Regions from separate parts of the Ovis aries genome. Here region 1 is linked to region 2. A link is a contact called in public Hi-C data. All regions are on one chromosome and are shown on one strand. Each heading gives the region's core, a stretch centred on a gene start, on an enhancer-like site or on the middle of the called end of the contact. The rest is flanking DNA. Distances are from core to core; before and after follow the strand shown. Region 1 overlaps BABAM2 (BRISC and BRCA1 A complex member 2). Region 2 holds the start of FOSL2 (FOS like 2, AP-1 transcription factor subunit).

Evidence for each region. A called contact is a pair of places that touch in the nucleus more often than the background predicts.
Region 1: a contact with region 2 is called in a Hi-C map of liver, with 3 times the contacts expected there. The contact joins the enhancer-like site here to the promoter of FOSL2 in region 2. A contact is called at or near these places in 2 of 16 Hi-C or Micro-C datasets (liver and tail adipose tissue).

Annotation. Positions count from the first base shown.
Region 1 is chr3:35,219,556-35,227,008 of ARS-UI_Ramb_v3.0, reverse strand. All of the region lies in intron 10 of BABAM2 (BRISC and BRCA1 A complex member 2), which reads right to left. Among named protein-coding and RNA genes, the nearest start is that of FOSL2, 120 kb to the left of the region's middle. Within about 2 kb of position 1,323, at least 19 of the 54 cell types and tissues checked have an H3K27ac peak or open chromatin away from gene starts, as enhancers often do. A contact at or near this core is called in liver, where this site is marked.
Region 2 is chr3:35,341,743-35,348,881 of ARS-UI_Ramb_v3.0, reverse strand. FOSL2 (FOS like 2, AP-1 transcription factor subunit) reads right to left here and starts at 3,890. Exons shown (of 4, transcript XM_027966637.3): 1 at 2,993-3,890. The coding sequence starts at 3,094.

The DNA of each region.
Region 1 (7,453 bases), core at 74-2,573, 120 kb after region 2:
CATTCACCACCCATGGGATCTTAGGTATGTTAGTAAACCTCTCTGCTTTCTACCTTTCCATTCGGGGAATGGCATTCATGAGTTTTATCTGGCAGGACTGTTATAAGGATTAGGAGACAATGCACGTAAGCTATCTTGCACAGTGATGGTCTCATAACGAGTGGTCCATGACAACTATCCTTGTGATGTGGACTGAGGGCCCAGATACTTTCTCTTCCATAGAAACAGCAGGGTAGTTATCAGGAGACTGGAGAAAGAACTCGCCATCCGGGAGAACAGGATTTGTGGTTCAGGAATCAGAAGATGAAGGTTTCCAGTGTAGGTTCAATCAAATCCATGACGAACAGCAGCAGTGGCCAAAATGCTCTTCAAAGCATAAAGTCCGCAAATGGGTAACACAGCTGTCAGACATCAGCACTAAAAGGGCTTGTTCCTAGATCTGGTCCTTTCTTAAGTGACAATTTTAACATCATTTTCTGTAACAGTAGGATATGTTGGTGAATTTTTTTTTTTTTTTTTTTTTGTTGGTGAATTTTTAATTCTAAGTTCCTTTGAGGGAAGGATCATATCTTACTTGTATACCTGATACACTGCATGGTCCAAGATGAGGTTTCAAAAACTAATTTTTAATTGAATAGTGGGCTTAACCCCTTTTTCCAGGCCAGAGTAGAGGAAAATAGCCCATGTGCTATAAACAGTGTCAGGCAATATTCCTTCCAGCATTTTCATAATATGTATATTAGCCAAGTGCTGCTAAGTACTATTAGTCAAGTACTGTTGGAGTCTCTGATGTGATCTTCAGTGGGAAAAAAAGAAGAAAATCCAAAATATCTCAAGATTATTTTTATTGAATAGCCTAGGTTTGTTTTTAATCTTTCTACAGCCCATGGTCATATCTGTGGCCTCCCTTTTATGGGCTCTGAAGCTATAAATCTTAAAGAAGACAGATAAGGTAGGCACCTTGTTAAACAAAATCCCCACCAACAGGACAAACATTCAAACAGGAGTGGCCTGCCTTTATCTCATCACCACCCAGTTTTGACAGAGTCTGTTTCCCTTTTACAAAGGGCTTGCTGTCTGACAAGCGAACATTTTACCCAGGAGACCAAGAGTCACTCCCTGGGGAGGTATTTCCCAAAGGAGATGTACTGTCCGTTCCAGTGTGCGGGCGGCCGCTGGACTCACTCTCGAGGCTGCTGTAAATGCCTTGATTTTTATCTATGGTTAGAGGGATTGCATTTTTTGATAACCTCAGTCCATTTCCCTGAAAACGTGGGTTGTATCCATATGCTGACTCATTCTGGGTGCAGAGAGCAGAGTCCTCTACAGAAGGTGGAGCCTACAGAGGGTGGAGACAGCAGAGGCTGAAACTTGGAAGGAGGAGGAGAAGGGGGAAGGGAGAGGGGTGGAGAAAACAGGAACCCAGAGAGCTGGATTGATTATTTACAAGACAGTTTGCCAGCAGCTCGATAAGGGATGGAGCCTGGCTGGCGACTGTTACCATGCTGCTTCTTTGGGTCTTTCACTTAACGATAAAGGAGATTTGATGTGTTTATTAAGTCATTTGGTTGCCCTGGAAGATGGGCCTTTACCTGTGGTGATAACTGTCTAGCGATGACTCCTGCTTGTTACAAGCCTCAGCTTTTGTTTGCTGAGATGTGGGATTCAGCTGCATCTTTGTAGGCAGGAGATACTTTTAAAGGGACAGTTTTTAGGAAATTTAGATACACAAAGCTTGCCTTTCATGGCAAAGGATCACAATACAGCTTTGCAGGGTTTCTCTGCAAGGAATAATTGCCACAATACACATCAAGCGACGTGACACGCTGAGAGTGTGATGACGACTGATCCACACAGGAGAACCAGAAAGGATTCTGACCAGGGCACGGGGGCTGATCTCTGACCCTGACCACAGGGCCAGCAACATGTGTGATCTCAGGTGGACCCAGCCCCAAAGTGGGTCGCTTTCACTGCATGAGGAACACCAATTACCATTCACCTTTTCAAGTGATGTGTCTGTTCCTTGTCACATTCTTATAACTAATAAAGCTTTATTTGTATTGCTACTAATGATAGTGTTTCAGTTCATTTTTAAATTTACTATGTAATATCTGATACGTATCAAAGAATACTTGTAACGCACATACAACACGTTGAAAAAAACAACGTGCCTGAATCCACACTCCCTCTCTGAACAAAGACACAACCTACAGCTGGAAGCCCTTTGTGTGCTCCCTCTCCACTCAACCCCCTGCCTCTCTGCCCAGAGATAGCCACTGTCCACTGTCATTCCTTTCTAAAAAATATTTATTTATTTGACTGTGCCAGGTCTTAGTTGCGGCATGGCGTGTGGGATCTGGCTCCCTGATCAGGGATTGAACCTGGGACCCCTGCACTGGAAGCACAGAATCTTAGCCACTGGACCTCTAGGGAAGTCCCTCCTTTGTTTTTAAAAAACATGATTTTACTGCCTATTTCCCTATCCCTAAATAATATAGTGTCTGGTTCTGCTTACTTCTGAGCTTTTTATATATAACTTCTATCACCTAGGGTGTCTCCTGTAACTGGCTTCTTTGAGTCAACATTGAATTTCTAAGATTTCATCTTCATCATGTGCAGATACGGTTTTGTCATTTCCACAACTGTATAATATTCTGTGGGGTGAGTTTAACACTATTTATCCACTCCCCTATCAGTGAACATTCACTCTCTCATTAGTTGATACCACAGCTAACAATGCCACTGTGACTACTCTTGTACACGTGTGCCTCAAACACTTCCTGCTGGGCAAAGCCAAACAAAATTTCTTGGCCTTTCTGCAATGAGGTGAAGCCACATGACTGAATTCTGACCTATAGACTACGGACAGGAGGGATAGATGCCCCTTCTAGACCTGGCCCTACAACCCTGGACGTGCTGGCCTGAGACAGAAGATGCAGTGGAGAATGCTGAGGCCACAAGGGACGGTGGAGCTACTGAATAGAAACGCCCAGGTCCTGGGATGCCTGCAAGCAGCAGAGCCCTCCCCAAACTGCCCACTGACCATCAGTGAAGTGCTATCACAAAAAATAAACCTTTACTGTTAGCCACAGAGATGGGGCTTGGTTGCTTGTTATATCTGTAAGGCTTTCCTGACTAATACAACCTCCATTAAAATAGATTAGAGTGTGTGTATATGTGTCAGAAGGGGTCAGGTCAGGGCTAGGGTTGAGGGTGGAATAAGAGAAGTATGCCTATAAAATGGTACCAGGGATCCATGGGGTGATGGAGACTTTCTGCATCTTGGTTGTGTCAATGTCAATATCCTGGTTGCTGATAATGCACCGCAGTTGTTCAAGGAGGAGACTGGGTGAAGGAAACCCAGCATCCCTCTGTGTTACATGCTACCCTCACAGGTATTATATAATGATCTCAAAAGAAAAAGGTTTTCGTAAATATGGAGAAGTATTAAACACAGGGAGGAAGGCAGTTTCTCCCTGGTTTTCAGCAACATAAAGTGTTGTCAGGTACAAAGGATGGCCCTTAGACCCAGGAGTGTGCCCCAGGGAACACCCTTTGCCCTTGGTTTCTTCACCTTAAAAACAAGGACAGTACCTGCCCTAAAACTTCGTAGGGTTTTGGCAGATTAAAATTACACAAGATGATAAATAGGAAAGTACACTGAAACACTGAAAAGTTTTACACAGGATATTGAAGACTCATTTCTAGTAACAACTTGGCAATAACAAAGCATTATACAAATCCCACCTACATTTATAAGCGCTGGAAAGCTGTGGGCGCTGAGCCTTTGTGTTAACTCAGTGACCAAGACTGAGGGGCTGTTAGGGACTACGCCTTTGTGGTAACAAGATAAACGTCCTCCTTGTTCCAGGTGCAGACTGGTGTGAAATACACTGCTTCTCATGTAATGAAGAAAAAAAAAAACCAACAATATATACTCATTTTTACTTTATTTGCATAAAGAAACTATGCAAGCCTGAATTTAAAAATGAATAAAAGTGACAAGATGACGAACAGGGTGGATTGAGGAGGATGAGATTTTTCATAGTGTGCCTTTTTCTAAATGAATATATATTGCCTATTCAAACAATAAAATACAAAAGTTAAGGGACATTCTTAGGGAGGATTCCTATTTTGTGTGTGTGGGTGTGACAATTACTTTTGTTCTTCTTAAAGCCTTAGTTCCAGAAGGATGAAGTCTGCTGAGTGTTATCACTGGGGTGTGTATTTGTGTATACCAGTGTGTGTGTCTTAGTATAAGTCTGCACATGCCAGAGAATTCTGGACGAGGTCTTACCTCCTTCCTGTCTCTCCAAATTGGAAATACCCAGGGATCATGGAGGGGGAACCACTGGAACTGCTACCCTTGCTTTTCAATTTTCTGCTCCTTAGCTTATTACTATGTTTCAGAACACCAACTGATTTAATTAAATGATCACTTTATACGGGGAAACTGAGGCTGATCTAACTCACTTAACCAGACAAAAGGAGATTAGAAATAACAGCTGAGGTCTTTCCTCCCGTATCTGCTCTATAACCACAAGTTAGGACTTCTCTGGGTTTTAAGCAGTTTAAAACACAAATGCTCTCAGGGTACCAAAGTAAAACCTGGGTTGTCTCAAAGGACTTTCTAGTTGTTACAAGAGTTAAATTTGAAAAGCTGAAATCAAGAAGCAGTTCTTTCTGATTGTGTTGGTTTTCTGCAGCTTCCACCATCTCGACAATAATGGAAACAGTCAATGATGTGGAGTAAACCATCTTTGAACCTTAGAGTGTATAGTCTCTTTTTGTTTACTCTCTGTGGAGTCCACTAAGCCTGCAATCTTGGGCTGTTCACCTCCCAGAAGAATGGGCCTTCTGAAGTATTCTGTCCTTCTGGTTGAAGGCCAAGTGAGCATGTTTTCATTTTCTTGTAAATACAGTGTTCCAGCACTGTCCCAATCGAAATGGCTTCTACCTTCTCATTGACTGTCTGTGGTGGAACAGTTTGAACAGAAGGTTTGGCCCTCTCCATTCTTCCAACATAAAACAAACGCTATGCCATTGGGAGATGCCTTGCTGAGACCACAGTTCATTTCTGAGGTCTCAACCAAACATGAACCGAAGCATAAACTTTGCAAATTCTTTTAATTTGTCTGACATAGGAGACAGTTTACAAAACACATGAGGTTTCCATGCTACAGCCAAATGGAAAAATAAGAAATATTAGCACAGCCAAAGAGATTTTTAAAAAAGAAGAGTGTTCATTGGGAAAAGCCTCAGGGAATTTGAGTATAGCAGACTGTGAGTTCCTTTGGAAAATGAACATGTCCCCTTCAGCCCTCTATCTTTAGTATTCAGTATGGTGCCTGTCATGAAGAATATGCTTAAATGTTCACGGAGTTAAACGCAGCTGCCACCTGGGAGGACATAAAAAGACAAACTCCGTTTCTACAAATGTTAGGGTCTATAAAGCTAAATAAGACCTAACCTGACAGATGAACCGGAAACATGCACAGAACTAAATTTGTATCTTTATTGGGAAACAAACTGAGTTCAGACAAGGGTTTAGGTCAGAGATTGCTAGGTGCGTGGCATTTTAAATGTGAATGTAGTTGCTAATTCCCTGGCTGCATGGATAGATTTGTTTTTGTAATTATCTTCACAAGGCTCCCCTGTATGCAAAGTGCTGATTACTGGTGGGTACTATGGTCTCCCTAGAGACAGGGAATTCTTAATCCACCTTTTCAACACTTGGGAGAGTACAAAAGACTCACAGTACAAAGAGACAGATTCATAGTTGGGAGTTATCAGAAGTAACGTAGGGATAAGTAACTCATTTACAGAAAAGAACTAAGACTCAGAATTCAAACCTTCATGTACACTAGGGTAGGGACTCTCTTGATGACATACATAGAGTCTTTTGATTGTTATAGAAGAGGCAATATAGTATTATGTTGCATACATGGTGTTATACAGTTTATATACTGCGCTCCCCAACTGCTTTCAAATGATAGCATGTACTCAGAAAGTTTGAATTTGGCAATAAATAGTTCATGATCTGAGCCAGTCAGCTCCCGGTCTTGTTTTGCTGACTGTATAGAGCTTCTCCATATTTGGCTGCAAAGAATATAATCAATCTGATTTCAGTGTTGGCCATCTGGTGATGTCCATGTGTAGTTTTCTCTTGTGTTGCTGGAAGAGGGTGTTTGCTATGACCAGTGCGTTCTCTTGGCAAAACTCTATTAGCCTTTGCCCTGCTTCATTCTGTACTCCAAGGCCAAATTTGCCTGTTACTCCAGGTGTTTCTTGACTTCCTACTTTTGCATTCCAGTCCCCTATAATGAAAAGAACGTCTTTTTTGGGTGTTCTAAAAGGTCTTGTAGGTCTTCATAGAACCATTCAACTTCAACTTCTTCAGCATTACTGGTCATGGCATAGACTTGGATTACCGTGATATTGAATGGTTTGCCTTGGAAACGAACAGAGATCATTCTGTTGTTTCTGAGATCGCATCCACGTACTGCATTTCGGACTCTTTTGTTGACTATGATGGTTACTCCATTTCTTCTAAGGGATTCTTGCCCACAGTAGTAGATATAATGGTCATCTGAGTTAAATTTACCCATTTCAGTCCATTTTAGTTTGCTGATTCCTAGAATGTCGACGTTCACTCTTGCCATCTCCTGTTTGACCACTTCCAATTTGCCTTGATTCACGGACCTAACATTCCAGGTTCCTATGCGATATTGCTCTTTACAGCATTGGACCTTGCTTCTTCTATCATCAGTCACATCTACAACTGGGTGTTGTTTTTGCTTTGGCTCCATCCCCTCATTCTTTCTGGAGTTATTTCTCCACTGATCTCCAGTAGCATATCGGGCAACTACCAACCTGGAGAGTTCATCTTTCAGTGTCCTATCTTATTGCCTTTTCATACTGTTCATGGGGTTCTCAAGGCAATAATACTGAAGTGGTTTGCCATTCCCTTCTCCAGTGGACCACATTTTGACAGAATGTGAATTTCCAGATGTTCAAGCTGGTTTTAGAAAAGGCAGAGGAACCAGAGATCAAATTGCCAACATCCGCTGGATCATCAAAAAAGCAAGAGAGTTCCAGAAAAACATCTATTTCTGCTTTATTGACTATGCCAAAGCCTTTGACTGTGTGGATCACAATAAATTGTGGAAAATTCTGAAAGAGATGGGCATACCAGACCATCTGACCTGCCTCTTGAGAAACCTGTATGCAGGTCAGGAAGCAACAGTTAGAACTGGACATGGAACAACAGACTGGTTCCAAATAACAAAGGAGTACGTCAAGGCTATATATTGTCACCCTGCTTATTTAACTTACATGCAGAGTACATCATGAGAAATGCTGGGCTGGAGGAAGCACAAGCTGGAATCAAGATTGTTGGGAGAAATATCAATAACCTCAGATATGCAGATGACACCACTGTTATGGCAGAAAG
Region 2 (7,139 bases), core at 2,641-5,140:
GTGTGTGTGTGTGTGTGTGTGCGTGCGTGCGTGTATGTGTGTCTGTCTGTCTCTTGGAAAAGAGTGGTTGCCAAAGAAGAGAGTTATTCTGGTATTCCTTGGTTCCAAAAAGGAACTGTCCTCTTTGATTTATTTTCACAAGTTGTCTGAGAAACAGAAAATGGCAGCCTTGGAAAAGTTCTGGGTCTTGTTTTTGTTTTGTTTTTTCATTAAAAGGGGGCCAAGCTGATGAAAACAAGTTATGAAATGACCTATGTTTGTGTAACTGGCTGGATTGCGTAACACTCAGGGCCTAAAACCGTGAGTCGAGCAGTCAGCCAGGGCATATATCTGGGAGGTGTTTTCCTAGGAAAGTTAGGAAAGAGAGAAAACAACAATACAAAGAAAAAGCCAGGGTGAGGGGGGGTGGTGCAACTATTAGGGGCAAATCAAATCACCAATGACCAACGTCTGAGATTAAAACTATAACTGGAACAGGAAATATTTTTCATACTTCAAGTTCCTGCCACATACAAGAACAGAGGTTTTTAACAAAGAGTTATCTGACGCCCCCCTTCAAGTCACTGAAACTCACGGCCATGTGTTAAGACCAACCTTCATGAAGTGAGAAGAAAGTCCCAGGCTGAGTAAACAGCAACAAATTTCTAAGGAATATTAGACCCCACAAACAAAGAGAGGAGAAAAAAATAATATTCACTTGTCCAAGGTAAAACCAGAGCTCTTATATTGAGCTGCCACAAAAGGAGGAAGGCCCATCACCAACTGGCAGGAAAGTCTCTCCATAAAGGAAGCTAAGAGAAATAAAGAGATTACAGGTTTTATCTGGTATGCAATAAAGTTACCTTGAGCCCAGGTGGGGTCACAGACATGTGAAGTAACAAAAGCTTCTCACGTCAGCTCTTAGGACCACAGAACAGCTCTGCTCCCAGTCACAGGGATGATGGAAAAACCCTCTCCCGGCCTCCCGCCACCCCCTCCCTCAGGAGTGGACAGGCTGAGAAACTTGCCCAAAGCCGCATTACCTTACCAATCCCTCTGGTTTCAAAGGTTCCTTGCTTGAGCTGCTGGGCCGAATGGACAGGCACATACGCAAGAACCCCGTGCACCAGTTATTACTAATTGCAAAATCCTCATGTGTTACAGCACGCTAGGAATTAGCCAACAGCTGCTTTTTGCTTCGGTAATGAGGCCCCATTACACTCTGCTGGACTGAGTTCTCTTCCTTCTTCCTAGCTCTGGTTTCCTGTCTGATTTTCTTCCAAAACAGGGAATTGCCTCCACTCACATCCTGGGCTCAAAGCCCTAGTGACACAGATTATTCAGTCGGGGCACTGATGTCCGGTCTGATTGTCCATCTAGGCCCCAGGGTCTGAGTAAAGCCCGGCTGCAAGGTTGTAACATTTCAGTGATGACTGCCACAGAAACGACAGCCAAAGGGGCAAATGAGAAATCAAAAGGTTCCTTCCTGATTTGGAGAGGCAGAGAGGGACATCTGGGGGCTGTTGAACTGGAGAATGAGGGAATGGATTTCAAATGACTCCAACCCTTTGCCTAATGATGGCTGGATTCAATAGAAACCACCAACGGGGCTGGAAAGCAAACAAAATCACTTTGGGACAAGATTTGAAACTCATCACCTTAGTGTTCATTATTAAGGGTGCATGCACTGACAAGGCTTTCTCCAGCGGGTGCTTATGGGGATACCAGGGCAGGTAGAGGGAAGACATAGAAAAGCGTTTTGAGGATCCATCAGGCATGCGGAACAGCTTTGGAATAAGATATCCCTCCTCAGTTACTAAAGAGAGCCACGTTTCCATTATATTCTCCATCAGGGTCCCTCCTCCCTGGAAGCCCACCCCAGCCCCTCCTGGTTGGCTGGCTTATAGAGGCCAAGGCCACCGCCTAACCAGAGCAGCTCTTGCCGCAGCCAACTGGGCTAGAGACTCGGCAGATCCTGATTAAGACGGGCTTCAGGCTCTAGCAGCCTTGTTTAAGTCAGCTCCCTCACAAGCTTCTGGGTGGGTGGGTGAGGTGGGGGTGGCTGTTGCAGAGGGCCGGCACCCCACCAGCACCACCAACCTAGCAGCAACTTTCTGGTATTTATTCTGGTATTTATAGACAGAGATGGCAGGCACAACCCCTCCAGTACAAACCAGTCCGCCTGCTTTAGAAACAAGTTATTTCTCGGCTTCCAGAACCATTCAGGAGCCTAGAGGAAGTCTCTCCAGCCTCCCTTCTTTCTGCAGCCGTCCTGGCCCTAGGTACTCCCCAGACCCCAAGGCGCCCCTTTGGGTGGCAGTTCAGGCTCCTAGTCCTACCCTAACAGGAGGTGGAAGGGCGCAGGGTACACAGACGCACGCAGCCTGAGCCAATCAAGGCTCACCTCCTCCTTCCTGACCTTCGCACCTGATTCCCTGAGTGACAACTCTCGCCCTCACTCTGGATCACTTGAAGGAGCCCAACCAGTTTCTGAGTCCCCAACTTCTTTCCGAAATTAACTAAAACCAACGGCGGGAGAAGGTGCGGGGTCGGGGTGGGGAAAGAAGGAGAAGGCTTTTTCGCAGGAATAAGTTCTCTAGATGTCGGAAGGGGCCCGTGCGTAAAAAATTTGGGGAGCGGGGGATCCACCACGGAGATAGAGGGGAATGGAGATGAATTCCTGGGAGAGGAGGGAGGCACCGGCTTCTGGGAACGGGACCTGCAATTCCAGGAGCTTGTCTGGATACGATGTAGTGTGAAGGACAGGGTTTGTAGGTTCTTTCAGCCCACTCGCCGCTCCAGTTTGGAAAAAAAAAAGGGGGGGGGGTTGGCGAGGGTAGAGGGGGTGAAAGGAGGTGTGGGCAGGAGATGAGAATTCAGAACTTACAATGGTGGCCCGCAGGTATTTTCTCACCAAACCGAGAAAGGGCAAAGAAAGCAAAAGAGGCAGTGGCGGCGAGAGGAAGGCGGGGGTCCACCCGCGTCGCCAGGTGCACCCGGGGCCCGCACCTACCTGCTGGCCGCCGCCGCCGCTGGAGTAGGACTCGGCGTGCGCAGGAGAGCCGCTGCTGCCCCGGGACGAGGTGTCAAAGTTCCCGGGATAATCCTGGTACATGATCCGCGGTGGGGGCCCGAGAGGAAACAGGGTGTTTTTCTTCCCCCGCCCTCGCCGCGGCCGCGCACCGGCTGCTGTGCGCTGGCTCTCTGCTGGCCGCGCCTCGGGCTTGTCCCCCTCGGCGGAGGCACCCCGGGAACGGCCCCCTGAGCGCCGAGCGCTACACCACTTCTTTGCTGCTCTGCGAGCGCCGCGGGACCAGTTGTCCACCCAGTCCCTCCCTCTAAAAAGTCCGCGCGTCCCTCGGTCCCTCCCCTGCGCGCGCCCTCCCGCCCCCGCGCGCAATCGGAGCCCAGCCGGGACCGCCGGCTCAGTCAAAAATCGGTAATTAAAAAAGAATGGGAGTCAACCCAGCGGGTCAAGCCTGCCAGGTCTGGGGACCCCAGATGTCAGCGCAGAAAAGAAAGGAGGGAAAAAAAGGGGGGGCAGAAAGAAAGGCTGCCCGCTTGGAGAAACTTCTATTTCCTCCTTTTAGAAAAGGAGCTGAGAATAAACTTCCTGTGGCCGACTCGCCGCCGGAGTTTGGAGCGGCTCGGACACTTGACTAGGAGAAGAAGGCAGCCTGTGCCCGGCCCGCGGCCCGGGAGGATCCAGCTGAGCCGGCGTGGAGAGGGACGCGGTGCCGCAGCTCCGGCGCCCGGACCTGCACCCCTTTCCCGGCTCCCTCTCCCGGACGGGCCCGCCTCGCCCGTCCGCGCCTCTCTCTCTCCCTCTCTCGGTCTCCGCCGAGCGCCGCTCGCTTGCTCGCTGGTTTGCTCGGAGCCCCAGCGCTCTGCCCGAGATGAGTCACTACAATGGCACGATTTCAACTCCACACTCTTTATTCTCCAGCCCCTGTACCTCACGTCAACCCGACTCCACCTTGCAGGGAGGAGCGCGCGGGGAGGCGGGGGGAGAAGGCCGAGGAGGAGGGGGAGGAGGAGGAAGACGCGCGGGAGGAGGCGGGCGCAGCGCTCCCCTATCTGCCCCGGCTCCTGGCCGCGCTGACGCCAGCCGCACACCCTGCGCGAGGAAGGAAGGCGGTGGCGGGGGTGGGAGCGGACCGCTGGCGCGGTTTGGGGGAGCCGAGGCAGCCTGGCCCATCCCCACCCCCCGGGCCACGCGCCCTTGGTCTGTTCCACTGGCGCACGTTGCCAAAGATGGTCATTTGCGTTAGAGGACGCGAGTGCGGGTTCCCTAGCTTTCGGGTGACGTGGAGGGAGAGGGATTCCCTCGCCGGCTCCCGAGCGCGCCACGGCCTCCCCACCTTCTCCACCGCCTGGGAAAGGGGCGCGGGGCGGGGCCCCTGCGAGGGCTGCCGCGGGGCCCTCGGCGCCTGGTTTCAGAAAATAATCACAGTCCTGAAGAGCGAGACTGGCGGTTCAGTGCGGCGCCACCGCGAGGCCGGGAGCCGGGCGCGCAGAGCCGCTCGCAGGGAGGGCGCGGCCGCGCACGGTCGTCGGCGCCCTTCGCGGCGCCACCCGGAGCAACGGGCGCCCTGGGCGCCCTGGGTATCCGCGCCTCCCTGCGGCCGGGCCTTGGCGGGGCGCAGCGCCGCCGGGCGGGGCCGACCTGCCTATTTTCCCTTCCGCGGCTGGCTGCCCACTGCTTCCCGCCCCCCTCCCCTTTCTTTTCGGCTCTGCAATTAATTTGTTAGGAGCAGCCTTGAAGACGAAATTAACCAGTCAAGACATTCCGGCCGCCCTCTATGCTGGGCAATTAAGATGCATCTAATAGTAATCGGGCATTATAAGCAACCTCGACTATTACGAATTTGAAAGGAAAAAAAAAACCAAACAGGGAAGAGGGAGGCCCGAGAGAGGGCGTGCCCCAACGTTGTCTTCAGCTGTTTTGGAGCGAAGTTCAGGCAGTAGGTAGTCCGGATTCCTAGTTTGTCCCGCCTCGCGGGGCGGGGCGGGGCGAGGTGCGGGGTAAAGAGCACAGGCCTTGGAGTGTGAACGCCAGGCTGTGCTGCTTACGGGCTGTGAGACTTTGGGCGAGTCCCTTAACCTCTCTGGGCTTCAGTTTCTTTCTGTAAAACGAAGGGATTGAGACATGACCTTCTAAGGCCCTTGTCAGTTCTGGAACTTCAATCCTTCTGCAGAGATGATGATCCGGAGGAGCACTGTACTAGGAGTCAAGGAAATCGAATTTTGCTCCACGCTTTGCCTTAGTCTCATACCCAGCTCTTAGTGTACCAGCGGGAAGATGCGCGAAGGCTGTGAAGCGTTGTGCACTGTAACACATCACAGTTTCGGCCCTCAGTCTCCTTATCTGTAAAGTGGGGGTGTTGCTAGGAAAGAAAAATAGAACCCAGCCGGGAACTCAAAGCTTTCCCGGGGCTCTATATAAAGCGCTGGCGTTTCCGGGACGGCTGGCGGCATCTGGCCGCCCCAATGGCCCCAAGATACGGTAATCCTAAACAATACTCGGGGTCATTGTTTACAACTATAAAACACATTCTGTCCTCGGCTCCATCCCCAAGGACGCGCGTGGAGAGGCGAGGCTGGCTGGGCTCCTCGCACCTCCCTCGCCGCCTGCAGCGTAGCGTCCGCAACTCCACAGGTCGCGGCGAGAAGTGCGAGGCAGATGGATGCGCACACCCAGCGCGGTCTTGGCGTTTTTGCCATCTCTCTCTTTTTTTAATCCCGCGTCCTGCCTGCCTGGGTGTGTTTATGCTCCTCTCCCAGCAGGGCTGAGTAAATGCAGTCCTTTGACGCAAAACCGTTCAGCCCTTTCCCCAGCGGCAGCGGCAAAACCCAGAAAACTGGAGGTGGGGACGGGGTGGGGGGAGCGCAGGAGAAGAAATCGTGACACTCTCTGACTCGCCCCTCAGTCGCCTCCCGCACCGCACGGTCCTCGGCCGGCCTGGCGAACTCCTAGGTGGGGCTACAAAGTCAGGCGCGGTCCGGGCGTCCAGCGCCCTCCTGGGAGCAGCGGCGTGTCCAAGCGGCGCTAACAGACACACTTTTAGTTTTTCTTTGAGCTGCAGAGGCTACCCGGCCCTCCCCCACCCTGCGCTTGAAAATCCAGCGCTTCTGGGTCTCTCCCACACAGTCCTTCCAGTAATTCGCGGGGAAAGAAGGAGGGGGAAAGGGAGCCTATGCTTCCTCCGTGGCCTCCGCCGTCCCAGGCGCGTCCAGGCCCGGGCAGGCGCCGCCGGGAGCGCGCGGGCGGGCAAGCGCACCCTCGCGCCCTCGGCCGCCCCCGCCCTGCCTGCTCCCCAGCCCTTTCCTTTCTTGTGGGTTCCCGTAAAGCCCGGCAGCCCCGAGACGTCTGCAGAGCATCACGGAATCTGTGCTGATGCAAGGCGCTAGCCTTCCTTTGGTGCGCCCCGGCCTGCCTCGAAACGCTTTGATCCCGGCCTTCCCGGCTCCAGAACTTGTGCTGGCTCCCTCTGTCCGCCGGGAGGCCCGCGATCTGCAGCCGGCCTTCACCTCTCAGTCCCTGAGCGCCAGGAACAGAGCTGTGCCCTGATGCTGCGGGACCGACCGACTGGTGCAACTGGTGCCTCGGACTAACTGAATGCCAGACTGAGAATTTAGCCTCCAAGCCCAGTTCATGGCCCTCTCCGTGGGGAATCATTACAGGATCACCCAGTAACAAAGGACTGTCTGACTCCCTGGAAGAGGATACTAAGAAGAATAGGGGCCAATCTTTATTGAACACTTACCAGGCAGAATACTTTAAGGGATTGTCTCATGCAATCCTCCCAACAAAAGTTTGAGGTGGGTGTTATTCCCTGGTTGCAGATCAAGAAAATGAGATGAAGTAACTTGCCCAGGAGAATTAGTTAGAGGGTTAGTGACCCAGCTGGAAGTGCAGCTGATCCTCTAGGACACCAGGCTCCTCCTCTTACCCAGGACATGCATGACCTGCCTCCTACGGGAATGTCTTTGTTTCTCTCTTACTGATCCTCAGAAAGCATGGACTTCATCTTGTGCGTGACTCTGTCCTACACTTAGAGGTGCTCCTTAATTCACCACTATCACTCAGGTTAAGGAAAGGTCATGTGAAGTGCCAGAAGAAGAGATCATAAAATGAGATGGGGAGAAAAAGGTACTTG